Linked DNA regions of Ovis aries: region 1 is linked to region 2. The links are chromatin contacts, called in public Hi-C maps. All regions are on one chromosome and are shown on one strand. The core of a region is the stretch at or near the end of the contact, and the rest is flanking DNA. Distances in the headings are between cores, read along the strand shown.

The links. A called contact is a pair of places that touch in the nucleus more often than the background predicts.
Region 1: a contact with region 2 is called in a Hi-C map of blood, with 3 times the contacts expected there. The contact joins two enhancer-like sites. A contact is called at or near these places in 7 of 16 Hi-C or Micro-C datasets (blood, hypothalamus, mixed tissues and 2 more).

What each region holds. Positions count from the first base shown.
Region 1 is chr3:86,651,073-86,654,383 of ARS-UI_Ramb_v3.0, forward strand. No RefSeq gene overlaps it. Among named protein-coding and RNA genes, the nearest start is that of QPCT, 65 kb to the right of the region's middle. Within about 2 kb of position 1,884, at least 11 of the 54 cell types and tissues checked have an H3K27ac peak or open chromatin away from gene starts, as enhancers often do.
Region 2 is chr3:86,196,183-86,199,314 of ARS-UI_Ramb_v3.0, forward strand. No RefSeq gene overlaps it. Among named protein-coding and RNA genes, the nearest start is that of RMDN2, 46 kb to the left of the region's middle. Within about 2 kb of position 1,564, at least 4 of the 54 cell types and tissues checked have an H3K27ac peak or open chromatin away from gene starts, as enhancers often do.

The DNA of each region.
Region 1 (3,311 bases), core at 634-3,133, 460 kb after region 2:
GCCCAAGAGTAAAGTGCTTAATACGGGACAGTTGTTAGTATCATTAGGCTTCCCGGGTGGTGCTAGTGGTAAAGAACCAGGCCGCCAAAGAGGGAGATGTAAGAGGCTTGTGGTTGGAGCTCTGGGTGGAGAAGAGCCCTGGAGGAGGGCATGGTACCCCACTCCAACATTCTTGCCTGAAGAATCCCATGGACAGAGGCGCCTGGTGGGCTATGGTCCATAGGGTTGCAAAGAGTCGGACATGACTGAAGCGACTTAGCACACACTAGTGTCATTACTGTTGCTATTCGGACCGTCCACACGCTTCTCCTGAGGTCTAGCTCCCACCCAGTTTCACAGGATGATGGTCCTTTTTGATGCCAGATGCAAGTTCTCCTCTCTGAGTGCACTGACCTTGTTGCAACCCAGCTCCCTTGATCCTGTGGAAATTCTAACTAACGTTGCATTTTCTCTCCTGCCAAGTGTACCTTCTACTTTCTCTCTCCAAAGCATTGAGAAACTTCTCTGCTTTCCACTCAGTTAGACTTAACATGTCAACTCTAGACAAGGGCTCTCTGCTTTCCCACAGTCTTCTTCTCTTTCCTTCTTCTTTCTTCTTCTTCTTCTCCCTTTTCTCCTCTCTGTCTGTCTGGCTGTCTCTTTAACTAGTAGACTCTATTGAGGAAGATGTTTTAGGTTTACGGAAATTTGGGGAAAAGTATAGACTTCTCACACACCTGCCTTCCCAGTTTTCCCAATTATTAACTTTGTGCATGTGTTTGTTACTACAGGTAAGCCCATATTTATACACAGTTTACAACAGACTTCACTCCTGGCGGTGTACATTCTTCCCTCACCTCTTTTTTACCTCTTCTTTCCATGGATCTCCCTCATTCCTGACCTAGTCCCTCTTGTATTTGAAGGCCCTGTCTTGCTTCCTCATTTGCCAAAAAGTGCACCAAGCCACCAATGCCTTTGCCTGATCCCCTCTGCCTCACAGCGCAGTCAGTGTTTTCAAGGCAATGTCTTGCCACGTTTTAAAATTGAGGGGATTTTCAAATCACAGAGGGGATTTGCTGTTTCCTCACAGGTTAAAATGCCTTTCGGATGTATACTTAACTACACTCTCACCCCATCCTGCATTGCACAGAACTTACAAGCCCTGGTGGAGAATTTGAGTCCAATTTTATCATTAAATAAGCTCTGGAATGCCCCAGGCAGGATCGTTAACTTGTCTCCGTTACAGACTAAATGTCCAAATAGCCACCTCCCTTCTGTGGGCTCCCACAGGGCTCTGGGTGTGCTCATAGTCCACCCCCTGGCATAAGGAGACAATTGGGCCATTATATTTATTTGCATCAAGAACAAGCAACCAGCTCAGTTCAGCTCTGTACACAGGGATGCAAAAAAAAAAAAAAAAAGGGCACCAAATATAGACCACTAGGACAATTTATTTGTCTTATGAGTGTTTAAGACACATAACTAAGCCCTAGCAGGTTATAAATGGTCAGCTTTGTACAACTACCACACAAGTCTGAAGAGTATTCTACGTGGATTCAGCTTAGAAACCTACAGTGGGTTAAACCACGTAGGTGGCTGTGACAAGAGTCGACACTTTGAATCCATGAAAATCCAGGAAATTAAAGACCCACCCCCACACCCTTCTCCACTTTATGTTTTTAAAGATTTATATCATTGTCTTACTCAAAAAGTCAGCTTGAAATTTCCACTTTTTCCCCAAAATAAAATGTTGGAATTAACAAGTCTTAAAATTTCCAAAAGTTCTCCTTGTCCAAATCTCTAATTTTCAGAAAACAAAACTGGCAGCCAGGATGGTTTATACACCAGTTGAGCCAGCTCTATTCTAATTCTAGCTTTACTACCTCCCACAGTCCAATAGTTTTTTAAGTTACAAAGGTCACTGAAGCTGTTGACTGTAACTGAAATACATGCCTGTGTGCCTCCAAGTCTATTAGAAAAGAAGAAGAAGAAGAAAGGAAGGAAGGAGGGATTTAAAGCCTGGTTTTCTCATTCATAATCTACAGATAGAAATACTGGGGACTCCTTCTCATTGCCCCAGAATCCACTCCTCTCTATCAGAGAGCAGCCCTCCCAGAGAGTTAAGGATTTCAACTAGCTAGCCTGGCCCCTCATCCCCTCCAGAGAAGATAAATATGCCACCTCTCCCTGTAGTTCAGTGCCGTATATTACAGAAGAGACCCCTGGGACAGGGTCTTAACCCATCACAGGAGGAGGCTCTGCCAAGTTTCGAAGTCTTGGATTACTGTGAGGGTAAAGTCTTGGATCACTGTGGGGGTGAAGTCTCCATGCAAAGGCAGCTGATTATGATGGCAAGGATGTGGTGGGGGTGAGTAAGTGTGAAGGTTGCCTGAGTGGCAGCTGTGAGCCTCTCTCATGAAGACAAGCAGCAAGGGGATAGACGATTAGGCAGAGTAAAACAAACCCCTATAAACACAGGAATAAGATAATAAGATCATCAAACTTTGCATTCTACCAAGGACAAAATAAAGCAAGAGTGGCAGAAAGGAACCCAAAGCACCTGCCCCTTCCAGGAAGGAATTGCTGCCACCCACTGTTGACCAGGCAGTTCCAAAGCCAGGATGAGTCAGACAAGGTTACACATTTTTGTTCAAGCTGCCCCATCTGCCCCAGCTTGCTCTACCCAGCACCAAAATGTAGACAATCTCCAGTTAGTTCATGACCCAAGCCAGGGTCAGGGCGGCTGTAGCCCACAAGGATGTGGTGATAGAAGGGTCTGCCACCTAGCATCCTTCTGGCTTTTCCGCTGTGTTAAGATCCCCTCAATGTGTCCCCACCAAGAAGTCCCACCTCTTCCTCTTTCTTCCCTCATGTCCCTTTGCAGATGAGCCTACACCACAAAGAACAGGAAACCTCTGGATCAAGAGAATGAACACCAAGTCTAGACATCTCAGTGAGCCATCTGGACATCTCCGTAAGCCAGGACAAGTCCTGTAACTGGTTTGACCTCTATCAGATGTGTTCTCATTTATCAAGTTGGGAAAATAGCCAGGAAGCTGATGCTGGGAAAGATTGAGGGCAGGAGGAGAAGGGGACGACAGAGGATGAGATGGTTGGATGGCATCACTGATTCAGTGGACATGGGTTTGGGTGGACTTCGGGAGTTGGTGATGGACAGGGAGGCCTGGCATGCTGTGGTTCATGGGGTCACAAACAGTCGGACACGACTGAGCAACTGAACTGAACTGAACTGATAGTTTATAGTTCAACCCCTTTAGAGTTAAGGGGTCAGAGCTCTGGTGTCAGAGATTTGAGTTTACATTGCAGTTCAG
Region 2 (3,132 bases), core at 314-2,813:
TTCCCAATAAAATCTCTTGCTTTGCCAGCACATGTGTCTCCTCAGACAATTCATTTCTGAGTGTTAGACAAGAGCCCAGTTTCGGGCCCTGGAAGGGGTCCCCCTTCCTGCAACAGTGTTACCTATCTTTAGGTAAAAGCATGAGAAACCCTAGCTAGTTTAAGTGGAAAGGCGATCTATTAACAGACTTTGAGACTTTGCCTTTTACCATCTGTGTCCTCAGAGCCCAGAACAGTGTGTCCCCTTCCCCATAACTATGTGTTGAATGAATATCGGACACTGTATCGAAAGTCTTGCCAAATGTAAAGCTTAAACAGTCTACTTGTGTTACCATTCTTCCTTTTGGTGGTTGATGTTCCTGACTCCTCTTCCAGCCTTTCCTCCCCACAGACCCCGACCCCTCCCCCCGACCCCCAAAGCAAAAGCAAGCCAGTCTAGACTGATGAGGCTAGAAAGCAGACAGAGCGGGGCCAGGGGCTCTGTACCAGGGACAGTCAGTAGCAACAAAATAGAACCCTAGGGAATTTGAAGGAGGGAGGGTGGCGCGAATCAGGGGTGAGGGCCAGAGCACAAGCAAGTGAGATGTGGGTGATGAGAAAGCCGTGTCTGTAAGCAACTTCCTCGAACAGGTCAGAGCCCCAGGAATTAGGGCTTCCTTGGCTACCCTGTGCTTTCAGACTCAGCAGGCCAAGGGAGGAGGTGAGACTCCTGCACTGCCCCAGGGGAGCTGTCTGCTTACCCTTCCGTGGGCTGTACTTCAATGTCCTGTAACTGCATTCTTCCTTGAAACCTTTCAACATTTTGCCTGCAATTGGGGGTGGGAATGGCTGGTGGTTTGTCCTGCGGCAGCTCCGGGGGAGTTAGGAGAAGAGCGGGCGTGTTGTAAGAGCACAGGGTCACTTGTCTTGGCTGCAGCCTTACAGTCCTGGAGCAGGAGTTGGAGTTAATGCTCTCATGGGATGTAAGCCTCCCAGCCAACTGGTTGCCTCTGTTTCTACCCTTTGCTCAGCCTCCTTCCTTCCTGCCTCCCCTCCCCATCCTGGAGTCTAGACATCGTGGTACCTCCCACCGCAGCTAGCCCTAAGTCGCCTGGACTCCTGGACTCCTGCAGGGTGGGGCACAGGCATCGTTGGGGTGCCCTTTAGGGAGGCTGTAAGAAAGAAGACACAGGGAACTCTGCTCACTTGGTGGGGTGGGGGAGGGTCATCTGCAAAATGTTTCTCTTCTAATAAAAAAGAGAAACAGTGAGAAGGAGTGTCTGGGCTGGATTGCCTGTAGGAGAGGGCTGGGTGGAGGAAGCAGAGACTAACAGAGCAGAGAACAGAGGAAGAGAGACAAAGGACCGTTGGAGGGGAGGGTGTGACTGACTATAAGGTGGGGAATGCTTAACATATTCTATTTATAGATTCTAGAGACTTCTAAGAAGAGATGCCGGGAGCTGGTTTGGCTGTGTTAAAAGATGACTAATTACAGTCATTGATGGGAATAGCTGCTTAGCATTCTAGCTAATCACTGTGCAGGCTGTAAGGATTATCTGCACCCTGAATATCTGTCAGAGCATCTTTTGTGGTAAATTTTAGTCTACCGTGACACCTGCTTGTGAAGATTCCCTCTGTTCTTAGGCAGCATTGCTGCTTGCTCAGGACTAAAACAAAACAACCTGGAAGGAATGCTTTCTAAGAACAAAGAAGGAAAATGACTATAAATATATTACATTATTGTTTTTTTTTGTTATTTGGGGTGCAGGTTGGCTGCTAGGAGATGGTCAAAAAAAGAATTAAGATTTTTTTTTTTTTTGCAGTTTCTTCTACTCCCATTCTCCATCCTCACTAGCATCACACATACGCACACACATATGCACACACACACACCCCAGTCTGAACATGGGACCTATGAAAGTTTCAGAAACGCTATCCATTGTGGTGCTTTGCAGATGAACAGAAGTTGTTTCTCCCATTTTCCAAGAAAGAGTACAAAACCCTACGTGCCTGTGACTCCTGATGCCCGGGTCACTCAGGAAATCTGCGTCATATCAAGCAATATGGAGTTGGATCAAAAGAAAAGAAGATCAGGTTAAATCCACGCAGAAATATCTGACGTTCCGCTTAGAAAGGCACGTAGTTCCCCGCGTGAGATTCAGTTTTGTAAAATAACTTTCCAAAGCGCATTTTGTGTGTGTGCATGTAAGTAAACCCGTCAGCCTTGGAACAGTTTGGAAAGAAGCAGGTCGACCTGGCCCCTACTGTCAACCTCCACCATGTCTGTGCAGAGGCGATAACTGGGGCCGCCTCTCCACCAAGGCTGGAATGCAGACAGGGAATTGCATACACAGAAAAAAGGAAAACAGATTGAAATTGCTTAGTTCCTATATAAATTCATCAACTTCTATCCAGTCAATGCTTGGCTTCGGCACTGGGGGATCAACCTTTCCAGGCCTGTTGTTCAGATGAAGACATTACCGAACACAAAAGGCACGTCAAGTCCTGTAGCACGGCAGCACGCCCGAGATAAAAACCAGACTCTGGAGTCAGAGTGGAAACATGCTACACAGTTTAAAAATGTTACTTACTTACTGTAAAAAGAAAAGTAAGGGATCAGAATCAGAAAATTAAATTTAAGAGCAAAACAAAAAAATCAAGCATTTTCCCTTAAAAAAAATACTACTTCCATGTAAAATTGTGATTTGGCCCTTAGTCCCCTCGACAACTGGGTTATTGAGTAAGAACAAGATGATGAAAACTTAGAAGCCATTCAGTGTGATTCTCAGCTGCTATTTGAATTCCCTCTTTGTGCCCCAGTATCTTGTCATCCTGCTTCAGCCTTAAAACTCTAAGTGACAGCGACCCCATTGCCTGTCGAGGCACCCGTCCGTCTCAGAGCATCCTGAAGGGACACAGAGCACTCTGCTACGGCCTCACTGTGTCGTCCTCCCATCGCTTTTGGAGACACACAAATCCAGTCTCTCTTGCAAGTGCAAGCTCTTCCTTTACCATCAGGAATCCTCAGTCATGTGCTTTGGGGATTGGCTTTTATGTCTCTGAATATGTTTGAGTCACAGCGTCAGGCTCTCTCTTTCAATGTGCAAGTGTGTCTCTTCAGTGGGACGGTACTGGAAACAGAACCCCAGCCAAA